Linked DNA regions of Mus musculus: region 2 is linked to region 1. Evidence: chromatin contacts called from public promoter capture Hi-C data. All regions are on one chromosome and are shown on one strand. The core of a region is the stretch at or near the end of the contact, and the rest is flanking DNA. Distances in the headings are between cores, read along the strand shown. Region 1 overlaps Stat5b (signal transducer and activator of transcription 5B). Region 2 overlaps Dnajc7 (DnaJ heat shock protein family (Hsp40) member C7).

Region 1 (7,530 bases), core at 2,623-5,122:
GGGTAGAATGGAAAGCGAGTGGAGGCGGTTGACTCGACAGGCTTTCTTCACGGTAAAAACCTACTTCTGTTTCAGCTCTGGCCTCCACATGAGTGTCCCACAGAGGATGTGTGTGCCCAATTCTTTTGAGAAACTAGAACTCCACATGCCCCAGAGGTCACTTGGGTCTTCCTCCTGATGATGATAACCCTGATTCCACATTCACTCATTGATCCAATACCATGACTGTGATTTCGCTGGGGACACATTGGGAATAAAACATGGTCTGTATCTATCTCAAGGCAGACTGGTGCTGAAATCATTTGCTTCTACCCATTTGCTTCTACCGTGGATGAAGCCACACCCGAAGGCTCCTAGGTGTCTGTAGCCCCTCAGAGGAAGTGATGGGGGAGGCATGCACAAGGTCCCTGTGGATCTGGCTGTTTAAGTGACTAGGTATGATCCACTCCTTCAGCAGCTGGCCCAGAGAGTGTGAAGAAATTTCTACTAAGTAATTTCCCTGATTGTGAGCATGCTTCAACACAAAACTGATTTGCTTTGGTTAAGTTAGTTTGCACATGTTCACCTTGCTTTGTGGTTGTAGCCTCACTTAAGTTATAAAGCTAAGGTCAGCTCCCTAAAGAGACACTAGTGCATATTGGGTCACCTCAACAAAGTGGGATCCAGGGGGAAACGGCTCAAGAAGGGCACCCCAACTCCTCTCCCACAACCATGGGCACACTCACGTTGTTGGCTTCGCGAACCAGCCTCTGTTCGTTGTACAGAATGTGCCGGATACAGCGAACCAGCTCCATGGGGCAGCGGTCGTACGTGCTCTGAAAGAGGACAACAGCAGACATCACTTTGCTCCACTCTGTTGTGGGTTAACCGGACCCAGGGCAGGGAGCACTCATGGTAGAGATGCGGTAACCATGGAGTCATGGGCAGTGCTGTTCCCCGGTGTGGGCGGGATGGAGAGAAAGACATTATGAAAATGCAGTTGCACTAAGAAGGTAAGGCTGCTTTACTTTCTGAACCTCAATGCCAAAAGCACTACAGCAACATTCTTGGAAACGGGTGAGTCTTTAAAAGGCCACAGCAGACAAGACACAGGACTGGGAAATTTCCTGTCAGTTAGAATCAGAATTACTGTCACAGTAGGGAAGACCGGCATCTTCTTTCTCTGGATGGGGCATTGCAGAAGGACAATGCATCCGTTATTTAGAATTTGAGATCAGCTTAGACAACATGGTGAGGCCCTACCTCATAATGCTCTCACAGAAGACCCGAGTTCAATTCCCAGCACCGACCTCAGGCAGCTCACAACCATTTCTAACTCCAACTCCAGGGGCTGTGATGCCCTCTTCTGACCCCTGAGGGCACTACACTCATGTGCACATACATACCCACACACAAATTTAAAAATAAAATGTAAAAATATTAAAAGTAAGGGAATAAGTGATTATTTTAAAATGTTAATATCAAAGCCAAAATAAGGTCGAAAAATGAATGTTTTCAGGTTAAAGAAAAGGGAAAGGTGGACAGGACTGCTGGGACAAGATGACTGCTTAATGTTCAATGCTTAACGTTCAAGACTAGCATAGGCTACAACACTATGGAGGCCCTATCTCCAAAACAGACACGTCACAAAGTTGAAACCAAACCAGATAAAACATTAAAGAGATATGTCAACTAGATATCATATGAGGCTTTGGACTGGACCCTGGACTGGAGGGACACTTGTGAGTCAGTTGACAAATGGATAATAGAGACAGAATAGTAAGTAAAAGTTTGTGTGAATGTTAAACACACTAAATTGAATAACTGTATTGTGACCCTGTAAGGGAAGTTCATGTTCTTAGAACATACATGCTGAGATACTCAGGGGAGAGATGTATGTAACTTACTCGCAACTAGAAATGTGTGTGTGTGTGTATGTGTGTGTGTGTGTGTGTGTGCATGTGTACGTGAAGGTATGTGTGTGTATGTGTCTGCATCTGTATGTGTATGTTTGTATGTGTGTGTATTGTGTAACTATGTGTGTGTGTTGTATGAGTATGTGTGTATGTGTGAGAGTGTGTATGTGTGTATGTGTACATGTGTACATGAAGGTGTGGGGGCAGGAAAGGGAGAGAGGAGCGTGAGAGAGATGATGATGTAAATGAACCTGAGCATATGAAGGGGGCCTTGTTGTACCTCTGCTGCAACTTTCTGCAAATTCAAAATTATTTTGAAATAAGAAGTTAAAAGAGAGTAAAAGTCATGGCTGGGAGTGGTGCTTACCTACAGCCCATACTGGGGGTGGAGTGGAATTGATGCAGGAGGATCCCCAGTTTGAGGCCAATCTGACCTAAATAGTGAAACTTTTCATTTCTTTTTAAATAAAGATTAGTTTCTATTTTTATTTCTGTGTCTGTATGTCACTTGTGGGTGGATGCCTGTTGAGGTCAGAAGAGGGCTCCAAGCCCCAGGTTACTGTGAGTTTCCTGATGTGGGTGCTGAGAGCTGAACCCAGGTCCTCTACAATAGCAGCACGCTGGCTGGTTTTCTATCAACCTGACACAAATTAGAGTCATCAGAAGAGGGCGCCTCAGTGGAGAAAAATGCCTTCTTATGATAGGTTTGGGTTGTAGGAAAGCCTATAGGGCATTTTGTTAATTAGTGATTGATGTGGGAGGGCCCAGCCCATTGTGTGTGGGGCCGCCCCTGGGCTGGTGGTTCTGGGAGCTATGAGAAAGCAGGCTGAGCAAGCAATGGGGAGCAAGCCAGTAAGCAGCATTCCTCTATGGCCTCTGTATCAGCTTCTGCCACCAACTTCCTGCTTTGTTTGGGTTCCTGTCCCGACTTCCACCAATGACGAACTGTGATGTGGAAGTGTAAGCCAGATAAACGGTGTTCTCCTCAATTCACTTTTGGTCATAGTGTTTCATCACAGCAATAATAACCCTAAGACAAGCAGGAAGCGCTCTTAACCACAGAACCAACTCTCCAGCCCCACGGTGAGACTCTTGTCTCAAAGAAGGTAACAGCCGCAACCACAAAGCCAATCAAAACCATGTGCGTGAAACACACATTTCTACGATGCCGGGTTAAAGATCAGAACACGTGTCTACAGAAAATTAAATGAAGAAGTCCTCAAGAGGGCAGGGCCTAAGTGTGGCCAGTGTTTGTACCCACCTGGAGCTGTGTGGCATAGTGCCCCAGCTTGATCTTCAGCAAAAACCCATCTTCCCCCACCTGGTGCTCCGCCTTCTTCTGCAGCTCCTGCACCAGGCCCTCCAGGAGCTGGGTGGCCTTAATGTTCTCCTGTGGATTATCAAGATCTATTGAGTCCCTAGGGGAAAAAAATTACACAATCTGTATACATACATGCATAGGAGCCTGTACACATGCAGCCTTTACATACTACATTTGTTTTGTGGGTGCTGGGATTATAGGTGTGAGCCATCATGGGAGTCTGGAACGTGATTTCTTCTATAATTCACGGGTTAAGAAACACCCCGACATAAGTTGGCTAAATGTCTACAATGCCTGACTCTACAATTCTTTTAGCTGAGCTTTACACTTCTTTCTCTAAATACTCCTTCCTCCCTTCCCTTTACTGACTGACTCTGATATTAACCCACCCCCTCCTAGGAATAAAGGGAATAAGGGGTCTTCTAACTTCCAGTTTATACTCGTATCTCCAGGGTATGTGGGACAGGGTATATAGTTCTGCATGTTCTTTCCAACCTTGACTGGCTCCAGGCCCCCAGTCACTGCCCTTCCTAAGGGACCCTGGAAGGGAGGCATCAGGACAGAAGATGCCTACAAGTATTCACACCCAGGAGAATAGTCTGTCATCACTGCAGATATGGGACCTGGAAATAACACTGACTCCTCCAGTGAAGGCGAGAAGCCAGTCCCCAGACCTCGTGTCATCCTGAGCTGTTCAGCTGGTGACAGGGGTTGGGTCCACTTCCTCCTTATCTTCTTTCTTTTTGTCCTTAAAAGATTTTTGTCTACTAAGTTAGGCAACAATTGCTGCTGGGTAATACTTAAGTGACTTAGCACGCTGACAAACCAAACAGCTGTCAGGCTGAAATAATATCTAATTACTGCTGACCAGGTCCACAGCCAGGGAAGAGAGCCAGCGGCAGCTAAAAGACAGCCACCCACAAATCCCTGAAGTTAGCAAGTGGCTGGTGGCAAACAGCTAGGCAGACGCGCACCAAAGCCCTGAGACGACCTTACCAGAGACCACCCAACCTGTGTCTGGAAAGGGTAGGGACAAAGCCAATTTTTAGAAGTGTATTCTCTATGGGTTGAAGAAAATATGTATGAAGTGGAAGGCTAGACGGGCTGCAGGCACAGCCTTGCTCCTCTGTTCTGACTGGGAGCCCACTGTTGAAAGGATCTAGTCTTTTTTTGTTTGTTTGTTTTTTCAAGACAGGGTTTCTCTGTATAACCCTGGCTGTCCTGGAACTCACTTTGTAGACCAGGCTGGCCTTGAACTCAGAAATCCACCTGCCTCTGCCTCCCAAGTGCTGGGATTAAAGGCGTGCGCCACCACTGCCCGGCTGAGAGGATCCAGTCTTTGAACAGAACACAGGAGTCTGGTTCTCAATTTGGACTCAACCATAGCCTACAATCAGAGACTTCATGACAGCTTCAATACGAAGAGCTGGAAACTCTTCGGTGATATCTCTATTTCTCTATGGGGAAAAAACAAAACCCTACCTAAAACCCACGTTTTCCTTAATATCAACCCCAATTTCCCAAAGCTTATTCAATAAGTAGACTACTCAGGAGATCTGCTGGCTGAAAGCCCATTTGCCTAGGACTGTCTCGAGTTCCTAGGCTTAAGTAATTCCCCTGCCTCAGCTTCCTGAGTAGCTGGAATTACAGGAATGCGCTGTTGTACTCGAATAAACGAAAGTTGGCTTTTGTTCTCTCTTTTGTGGTATGGAGCCAGTCTGCTTAGCTGGACGAATGCTCTACCGCTGATCTAGCCTCTAAGTGAGATTTTTAATCAGCAGAAACTTCCTATTAATGTTTTCCGAAATCTCCCAAATCATTAAAACAGAAAGAAAAGGAAAAGGACTGGACTAATTGAGGTGTGTTTGATGTTCTCATATTTAGTCAGTTTTTCCCCCTCTTAATTATATGAAGCTGGGATTTTTTTTTTAATTGCCTTCCTTCGGCAGGCTTGTTTCTGAACGGAGCCTTGCTAACAAGCTGTAGCAATTACTGTAAGGCAACATCTCCAGTGGGTAGGGACAGCCTTCTCCCAGCAGCAACAAGGCTGGCTCTCCAAAGAGGAGCTCACCACCCTGGTCAAAGCCTGGCTAGTCTGATGAACTTGTGATGAACTTGGACACTCACGGACAGACTGAGGCCAACGACGGGCAAGCTCCCTGCCCTGCACGCTGCTGGGCACCGCTGATGGCTGGTGAGGATGCGGCAGGGCTGAGGAGGCAGCCGCTCAGTGGTACAGCTGTCTCGTGTGTTGTAAGCTTTGTCCTAGCACTGCACGGTAAGATGCATTGCTACTGAACTGTGTTATACCGATCTAACAATTTTAAAGCTCAAGTATATAATTCATAATAGAGATAAAAATGTTGGCTAAGTCAACACTGAAATGTAACCATTATTAGTTTTTAAAAAGAAAAAAAAAAAAAACCATTTAGTGAGTTCCGGGACAGCCAGAGCTATATAGTATGAGACCCTATCTCAGAAAAACAAAAAACCAGAGAGCTATGAATGTTTTGATTATTAAATCAATATGTTAAATATCTGATTTATAAGATATAAATTTCAGCACATGGGAGACAAAGGCTGATCTTGAGTCCAAGACTAGTCTGGTCTATATAGTGAATGCAGGCCACTCATAACTACACGGTGAAACTTTACCTTGGGGGGAAAAAAAAAAGCCAGGCATGGTTCTTTCTTGCCTTTAATCTCAGCACTTTTGAGTTCCAGGACAGCCAGGGCCTGTCTCAAAAAGTGAGAGACCTTGTCTCAAAAACAAACAAACAAACAAACAAACCAAAACAAGGCAAGCTCAGAGGCTGGAGAGAGGCCTGTGTGGTTAAGAGAGCTTCCTGCTCTTCCCGAGGACCTGAGTTCAGATCCCAGCGGCCACACCAGGTGGTTCGCAACCACTTGAAACGCCAGCTCCAGCTGTTTTCTGGCCTCTGCAGATAGGTGCCCTCATGTGTACGCATCCATACACAGACGTGCACATATATACATAATTTAAAAAACAACAAAAATTAAAACTCCAAGAATTATTTCGTCTCCCTGCATCTAAAAGAAGGCTGAATACCTTTTTATGAATTACATGAAGATTTTCAAACAGCTTTTCTTGGAGACAGGTCCTGAGGGCTGAGTCTAGAGCCTCATGCCTGTACTTTACCACTGAGCTACACACCCAGCCCGACACACAGAGCTCCTCCTCCTCCTCTTCCTCCTCCTCCTCCTCCTCCTCCTCCTCCTCCTCCTCTTCTTCTTCTTCCAAGATAGGGACAGGGCCTCACTCTGCAATTCAGGCTGGCCTCAAACTTGCAACCCTTCTGCCTCAGCTAGGATCATGACGGTTACAGGTGGGGACCACTAAGCCTAGGTTACTCACAACTTTTAAAGTCTCAGTTAGAACATTTTTCTCATCAAAGTTCAATATCCTCGTACTTCCCAAAAGATGATCTAGAAGCTGTTCACCTACCAGGCTTGGCTTTCGATCCACTGTGATAAATAATGTCGCACCTCGATGGGGAAATGCTGGCCGTACAAGGCCTGCATCTGGTGAAGGGCATCGCCCTGGAGCTGCTGAGCCTGTATCCACATAGCCATGGTTCACAACCTGTTAAACAAAGACCTTGATTTATTTGTTTGTTTGTTTGTCCCCATTCCCTTCAAAGCCACTGGAGTAAATATGCACGGGGTTTAAAAGTGAATGAATGCTTTCTCTCCTTTTGGTACACTAAAGGTCAAATCTTTAAAAATTTTTTTCTTTATTATCGTATGTGATGTGTGTGCAGGCGCACACGTGCCGCGGTGAATGTGTAGAGGTCAGAGGATGACTTTATGGAGCTGTTTCTTTCCTTGCATCTTTATGTGGGTTCGAGGGATCAAACGCAGGTTGCCAGGTTGCTCGGTAACCGCCTTTACCCACTGAACCATCTCAGCTACCCAGGATCAATATTCTCGAACTGACTTCCAGCTTTGTCAGGTTTTCAAAATGCAGACACTCAGCATGGCCGTGGGAAGGGCCCCAAATGGACCTATGAAGCATAGACTATTGCAGCAGAACCATCAAAACCAGCGGCATTCAGGAAGGCGTCGCCAACAGCTTTAATATCCTAGACCTGGTCTTGGCGTTTGCTTGAAACCGCCGTGGGTTATAAGCATCCTTTCCAACAGTCATCGTGAATGATCGGCGGAGTGAACTGAAAACTAACTCTAGGTTTGGTATTTGGGTTTTGTGAAATGGAAGATGAACAGGAAGATTTGAACAGGATCTGAAAGACCGGAGAATCTCGGGACAGACTGAGGCCTGTGTGTTATCTTAGT
Region 2 (7,455 bases), core at 3,582-6,081, 220 kb before region 1:
GCACACCTTTTACCCCAGCACTCTGGAGGCAGAGGCAGGAGGATCTCTTGAGTTAGAAGCCAGCTTGGTCTACTGAGTTCCAGGACAGCCTGGGCTACAGAGAGGCATGGTGGCGCACGCCTTTAGTCCCAGCACTTGGGAGGCAGAGGCAGGCGGATTTCTGAGTTCGAGGCCAGCCTGGTCTACAGAGTGAGTTCCAGGACAGCCAGGGCTACACAGAGAAACCTTGTCTCAAAAAACCAAAAAAACCCAACACAACACAAAAACAAGACCCCCCTCACACCACACTCATTTTCTCCCCTGGGGATGGACCACTCTCATTAGCTTTGTCCCTCTAACGTGGGCCCCCTCTCCTTCCCTAGGTGGTGAAGAGATCGTATGGCAAGGCCTTCAAACTGTCCATCTCTGCTCTCTTTGTGACACCCAAGACAGCTGGGGCCCAGGTGGTGCTGACCGATCAGGAGCTGCAGTTGTGGCCCAGTGATCTGGACAAGCCATCTGCCTCCGAGGGCCTGCCCCCAGGGAGCCGAGCTCACGTCACCCTAGGCTGTGCGGCCGACGTGCAGCCAGTGCAGACGGGTCTTGACCTCTTAGATATTTTACAACAGGTGAAGGGGGGCAGCCAAGGTGAGGCGGTGGGTGAGCTCCCCCGGGGCAAGCTCTATTCCCTGGGCAAAGGGCGATGGATGCTGAGCCTGACTAAGAAGATGGAGGTCAAGGCCATCTTCACGGGGTACTATGGGAAGGGCAAACCTGTGCCCATACATGGCAGCCGGAAGGGGGGTGCCATGCAGATCTGCACCATCATCTGAGGGTTCACACCGCTGTACCACTGTACCACTGCTGTGGGTGGACACAGCAACATGCCTTCCACCTGATTTTTAAGATTTTTTTTTTTTTTACTCAAAGCTAACGTACCTGTAACTTTTTAGGAGTCTATAAAATAACTACCAGTTCCTTGTGCCCACCCTTTCTTTTCCTCTTAATACTCAGCTCTCAACACAGGCGGGTGGGCAGAGGAAGATACCATTCAGGAACCTGGACCAGAGGTGGTAATAAAAGGGCTGGGTCATTGGGCCTGCAGCAGCATCTGCCCAGATGCATCCAAGAACTTGTTAACCCTCCCTTAGCCCCTGCCCATCCAAAGCTGGGCACACGCCTCAGAGCTGCCACATGCTAGGGACAAACGCTACTGCCACAGGAAAACAGTGGTAGCTTAGAGAGGGCTCAGATCCCTGGGTGCCAGTTTTTTAATCACTATAGCCCTTGGGAAGGCTTGGGCTATTTACTGGGCGGTAAAAGGGGTTTACCTCTCACCTTTGGTCATTCCTAAGTTCCTATCTCCTTCACACTGTACCTAGGGTGATGGTTTCGGTCAGGCCATCTCCAGCAGCATGTCTCTGCTGTGTGGATGGAGGCCAAGGTCAGAAAGATGCCCCGAGAAGCTCCAGCTTTGCTTTCTGCCCAGCCCATCTTGCCTGCATGGTGCCTCTGGGTCTTTAAAGGAGGGTGGTAGGTACCAAGAACCAGTGGAGGGGACCCTGAGCTGGCAAGAGTAAGCCCCATCTCCTGCTCTGGCAAAGCCTGGCTCCTGGAGTACCTCACTCTGCCTTCTGCTCAGTAACAGGACCTTGCTAATTGGGTTGTCACCCGAGAATCTGGGATGTATGCTCCTACCCTCACCCTGTGTTGCCCACCTCAGCCACCACTAAGACTGATACTGAAATAAATCATGTTAATCCCAGCTGTGTGCTATCACTCTTGGCCTTCTATGTCCAGCCCAGTCTTCCCTGGGGTTAGGGCTGCGTACATTAAGACCAGCTTTGTCCCACAGCTTGGGGCCATCGGTCCTGTCTCCCTTCTGCTGGCTGGGCACAGCTGTGACGAGGCTGGGTAGGGCAACAGTGTTGGCTTTCATGAAGCAGAAAGGAGAGGCTGGCTTCAGACACATAGAGAAGGTGGGGATTGGCTGGCAGCCAGAAACTTGGAGCACAAAGCCTTTATCTGACAGCTAAGGCAACCGACCACATGCAGGTGGCCATGTCCCAAAGACCTCTCAGCAAGGCCCAGAGTTCCCAGCCTGGGCTTTGTGGGGTACTTGGGGAAGGCAACCTTGCTCCTCACACCCAAGAGTAGACACATTCAGCAGTCCCTCCTGCTGCTCTGGTTCAAGGCCTCTCTCTCCCTAGCTATCTGTGCCATCAGCACCTGCAGTCCAGCTTCAGAGCCTCTTGTGTCTGCCTAGAACAGCAACTTAGCTGAGCAGTGTGCAGATCCCTTTATGTTGCCTCATGTAAGCGGGAGGAGACCAGTCATGCATTTGCAGAGAACACTTTCCAACAGTTTGAGCCTTAAGCCAGCAAAGGCCCGAGACCAGGAGCTGCCTGCCATGCTTTGAAAGAGCAGAATTTTTTTGTTTTTTTTCGAGACAGGGTTTCTCTGTGTAGCCCTGGCTGTCCCAGAATTCACTCTGTAGACCAGGCTAGCCTTGAACTCAGAAATCCACCTGCCTCTGCCTCCCAAGTGCTGGGATTAAAAACATGCACCACCACTGGCAGGCAGGAGCAGAATTTTGTCCTCTTGTCCATATCCCTCAAGCTCCAGTGCCCTGCTATAGGAGCCGGACAGTGTGGTGACTTATACCTTAATCCCAGCACTGGAGAGGGCTGAGGCAGGAGGACTGCTCTAGCCTGAGCCTACATAGTGAGAAAACACACACACACACACACACACACACACACACACACACACACACACACTCATACAACACCTGGTGCCTATGCTCTTGGAAGAACCTCAGGTACAGAGCAGCTGCCAAAGCCAAGGACCAAAGAACGGTCAAAACATTTTATTCTTTTTCTTTTTTAATAAAGTTAAACAATACAACAAAAATTCACAAGCTGCCTGCTTCCCTGTCTACCCCTGGCTTCCCTCCCTCCCTAGTCCTCAGCACTGGCCCCCTTTCCTTCACCCCTCATACAGACACAGGGCACCCGACTGAGAAAACGAAACTGCTCTAAGTACACAGGGACATGATGGAGGAAGTGAACTGTCCACACTCATGGTTAAACCAAGCAAGTCTGCATTTTCTGGGTTTTAAGTAGTTGGCCTTCATTAGCCAAACTGAAAGTAGAAATTCCCTGGGCCAGATGCTGAAAGGAAAAAGAAAGGCTTGTTAGTTGGCTCTGTGGTTTTCTTAGGAAAACCACTGTTGTTATACCAAAGTCTTAAAGAGCAGCTTAATCCAAACAGAGACTCCAAGGGTATCAGGCAGTCTAAGCCTAGAGCACAAGGGCCAGCATGCAGGGTGAGCGCCCTACCACTGGGCTGAAGCGCACTTTGTGTGTAGCTTCTCAACACCCCTGCTCTTATGGAGAAGGCATGACACTACGGGGCTTGGGGATGCTTCTCTGACTTTGCTAACTGCACTGAGAATGGTCCCAAGAAAAATAAACCCAGGAGCCTCATCAGCCACACGAGCATAGACACCTGTCCTGCTGAACAAGGATCCAGCTGTCTCCACTCAGATTCCCCAGGTGCTGCTGAGTGAGGGGCCAGTGCTGGTCTGTCACCTGGGAGCTCCTAAGAGCGAGCAGCAGGCAAACCTACCTTCAAAGCTGAAGCCCCCAGGACCACCGAAGAATGCCTTGAAGATGTTGTTTGCATCAAAATCTGGTAATTAGGAAGGAAAGGGCAAAAAAGGGGGAAATCAGAAAGATCTGAGGAACCTGATGCAGAAGACTTCTGAGGCTCACTCTGCTCTTCCATTTCAGCCTAGATGTTAGCAAGCCTCTCCCCATGTCAGCCAGGCAGAACCTGCTGACCCTGCTTCTGGGATCTGTGCCCTTCCGGGTGAAGTCTAGAAGGGAAGCTTCCCCTGCCTCCGAGTGGGCTTCTTACCTAGCTAGGAACGCCATCTGCATCTGCCCTCCTATAATGCTGGGGCCGTGCTGAGAAGGCTCAAATTCAGTGTTACCAAAGCCACTGTACCAGTCCTGGAGACCCTGACGCTTTAGTCCAGGTCACAACAGTTCTGATGGCTCCTGCCCTAGCTCATTTTTTTTTAACAGCCTATTTATTGGCTTATGTCGCTGGCTGAGTACTTGTAGACCTCCCCTCTGGGGTGTCCCAACCCAGCTGCCCCGAGGGCAGAAGCCTTGGTAACTTCAATGGGGGCTTTTCTGGTACAGGGACCATTTTCATTGTAGATGCCCAAACCAACTCACCGCCCATATTCATGCCCTCCTCATCCAAGTCCTGTCCACTGTCATAACGAGTCTTTTTCTTGGGATCAGAGAGGATGGTAAAGGCCTCTCCCACTTCCTTAAACTTCTTCTCCTCCTCCTTCTGAACTTCGGCACTGGCCCCACTGTGCCGATCTAGAGGATTCAGTGAAACCAGGGACACAGGAAAACAAAGTCTATTATTGTCCAAGTTTGGAATGTGGCACCTCCCACAGCCTGTAGGACAGGGAGTCCAGCACCCCCTCCTTCCCACTGAAGAGCGATCTCCTGGGTGCCCACTGCATCTGCGCTGTGGGCTCTGCTGCACCTCCTCCAGCGCTCACCTGGATGGTGCATCAAGGCCCGTTTCCGGTAAGCTTTCTTGATCTCGTCCTCAGAGGCATTCTTGTCCACTCCCAGGATCTTGTAGTAATCTTTCCTCTTGCTCTTCTTCAGTTCCAGCTGTGCATTCTTAAGGAGCTGTTTGTGTTCTGGAGGGAGAAAGGCAGCATCAACAGACAGCCCAGCTGCCTGCCTAAGGGGTAGAAACTTTGGTAACCACAACAGGGACTCTTTTGGTGCTTTCTTCTGAATATATAGGAAGTGAGACTAACAGGGAGGAGACAGAGCCAGAACACAGGTGCCTGAGCCCCTCCCAGGAACTGCTGGCTTCCAGGCTAGTGAGCAAATGGAATGGTCCTAAGTGCTGCGACCAACAACCGAGAAGACCACAGCCCCCCCGAGCAACACGTCTCTGCCCCTTTGTCCTCGTACCTTTTGTTTTCTCCGTCTGATACACTTTTTCATAGTCCCGCACGGCTTCTTCAAACTGCTCTGTGTCCATGTAACTGAGAAGGAAGTACAGGGTAATACAGCACTCAGACATAAATAGTAACGGCCTGTGGGACCTTCTAGGGAGAAGGTATGGCTCATGCAAGAGATACACACTTTTGGTAGGATGTTTCATCAAACAGCAGAATCCCTTATCTAAAGAAGATGAATGAACTCTCAGTGCCTCAAGGCTGGCATTGCACCCAGTCAGCAGTCCCCTGCTCTAAGCAGGCAAGGGCTAAGGAGGAGTTCTCGGTGTCACAGCGCTGCCCAACAGCAAAGACACTGTGACAGCACCTACTTGACTGCTCTGAACAAGAGAAAAATGACCATGTGAGACAAACTGCTGTGAAAGAGCTTTGACACCTTCCGTGCCAGACATGCAGGGCCAGTTCCAACCAAGGCTACAAGTGGGGTTAGTTGAGCCACTAGAAGGATCAAGGTCAGGGTGGAAGCTGCTGACAAATGCTTCCACTAAGATCAATCCATCTCAGAGGTAGAGGTGAGACAGAAGAAGGGACTCGCAGCACAGTCTTGTTTCTATTTCCATAGCACAAAAGCAAAGAGGAAACTCTGGGCCAGAATGAGAAGAGTGCCTGGAACAGGCAGGGTACCAGGACTCTGGAAGTGCTGCTTCCCACAGAACCACGTGGTATTCGAACCATGTGATGGCACCAAGATTGATCTCTCCATCTAACAGACACATCTGCTAAGAATGGGCAGAGTCAACACAGTGCAGCTAGCTGCTACACCCCGAGGCGGTCCACACTTCCATCACACTAGTCCATCTTAACGCACATCAGCTTTGGAGACCAGGGCAGGAAGACTGATACCAATGTGGCTGGCCAAAGAGAAGTGTGATAATTAGGCTCTCTGAATTTCTGGAAATACATTCATTCATCTTTGACTTATAAAAAATAAAGCACACATAGACACACACCCCCCAAAACAATGTCCAGTCTGGGCATGGTGGCACAATGCCTTTAATTGTAGAATCAGGAGGCAGAGACAGGAGGATCTCTGAGTTCACGGCCAGCTTGACATTGTGAGACTTGGTCTCAATAAAACCAAGCCAAATAAAAACAAAAAACACAATGCCCTGCAGACACAGGGTAACTAGGAACATAATAGAGAACTAATTTACAGGTCAAAGTGTCAGATAATCTGAAATACAGTAATTTAACACACATTGCCAGGTGGTGGTGGCCCCCACCTTTAATGCCAGCACGCAGGAAGCAGAGGCAGGTGGATCTCTGTGAGTTTGTGGCCAGTCTGGTCTACATAGTGAGTTCCAGGACAGCCAGGGCTGTATGGAGAAACCTGTCCCGAAACAAACAAACAACACCGAACCTGACATCTGAGTGATTGCCTTGATCACTAGGCCTCTACGTAGCGTAATAAACAAGTACCAGGGCACTGACTTGCATTCTTCTGGTTTTTTGTTTTTTTCTTTTTTGTGATGAGGTCTTTCTCATTCTGTAGCCGAGGCTGAACTAGAACTTACTTTGTAGTCCAACCTGGCCCTGAACTGGCCATACCTTAGCTTCCCAAGTACTAGGATTGCAGGTGTGAACTGCACAGGAGGATCTGCAGTATTTCACATAAACTCAAGAAATCTTTCCCCATCTCTTAGGGCTTTGAGAGAGGAAGAGCCGGAGCCTGTGCTAAGAGACAAACAGCTCTCATCTGTTGCACTTGAAGGCTGAGCCCAGCTGGATGGTGGTCAAGCAGATCAGTGCCTCTGGGGACCACTGCTACATTCTCAGCCCACTGTGCCCAAGTGTCCACTGCCCCACACTGGGGTGGAGTTTCAGAGGCAAAGACACTCAGACACAAAACAAGGAACCGTCAGTAAAACTTCTCATTTTTGTTGACTGTAAACACACACACACACACACACACACACAACACACACACATCCTATTCTACTGTCTTCTAGCAAACTAAGAATGAACAACTCTTCATGTTTCCTGTTACCATAGTACAGAGAATTGGGGCTGTAGGTGCCAGAGGATTCTGTTCTTTTGCTGTTAGAAAAAATTGCAAGGAATTCTGTACATTTTGTGTTGCTTAAAGCCTTCAGTTGGGTCAAAGGGTTGGGTTTTTGTTTTGTTTTTTAATTAATTTAATTTTTTGAGATATAGTTTCATGCAGCCCAGACTGGCCTTGAACATTTTGGGTTTTTTTTTTGAGACTCACTGTGTGGCCCTGGCTGTCCTGGAACTCACTTTGTAGACCAGGCAGGCTGGCTTCGGAATCAGAGATCCGCTTTGCCACTGGTACCCAAGTGCTGGGATTAAGGTGTAGGTGTAGGCCACCATGCCTGGCTGAACTGTCAATTTTTAAAAATCTGGCCAGGCAGTTGCGGCATATCCCTTTAATCCCAGCTCGTGGGAGGCAA

Evidence for each region. Capture Hi-C pulls out chosen DNA fragments and counts their contacts.
Region 2: a promoter capture Hi-C map of adipose tissue shows a contact between it and region 1, with 2.8 times the contacts expected there. The contact joins two enhancer-like sites. A contact is called at or near these places in 5 of 484 Hi-C or Micro-C datasets (B cells, embryonic stem cells and granulocyte-monocyte progenitors), 4 of 115 datasets of contacts at active chromatin or transcription factors (effector CD8 T cells, embryonic stem cells, fibro-adipogenic progenitors and 1 more) and 4 of 9 other capture datasets (adipose tissue, liver, macrophages and 1 more).

The regions. Positions count from the first base shown.
Region 1 is chr11:100,801,714-100,809,243 of GRCm38.p6, forward strand. It overlaps Stat5b (signal transducer and activator of transcription 5B), which reads right to left. Exons shown (of 19, transcript NM_001113563.2): 2 at 6,683-6,820; 3 at 3,157-3,313; 4 at 726-815. The coding sequence starts at 6,810. Among named protein-coding and RNA genes, the nearest start is that of Ghdc, 35 kb to the left of the region's middle. Within about 2 kb of position 3,873, at least 64 of the 459 cell types and tissues checked have an H3K27ac peak or open chromatin away from gene starts, as enhancers often do. A contact at or near this core is called in adipose tissue and granulocyte-monocyte progenitors, where this site is marked.
Region 2 is chr11:100,579,985-100,587,439 of GRCm38.p6, forward strand. Dnajc7 (DnaJ heat shock protein family (Hsp40) member C7) reads right to left here. Exons shown (of 14, transcript NM_019795.5): 10 at 4,998-5,071; 11 at 4,568-4,714; 12 at 4,227-4,379; 13 at 3,610-3,672; 14 at 2,834-3,152. The coding sequence ends at 3,115. It overlaps Cnp (2',3'-cyclic nucleotide 3' phosphodiesterase), which reads left to right. Exons shown (of 4, transcript NM_009923.2): 4 at 363-1,755. The coding sequence ends at 812. Among named protein-coding and RNA genes, the nearest start is that of Cnp, 8.8 kb to the left of the region's middle. Within about 2 kb of position 4,832, at least 88 of the 459 cell types and tissues checked have an H3K27ac peak or open chromatin away from gene starts, as enhancers often do. A contact at or near this core is called in adipose tissue and granulocyte-monocyte progenitors, where this site is marked.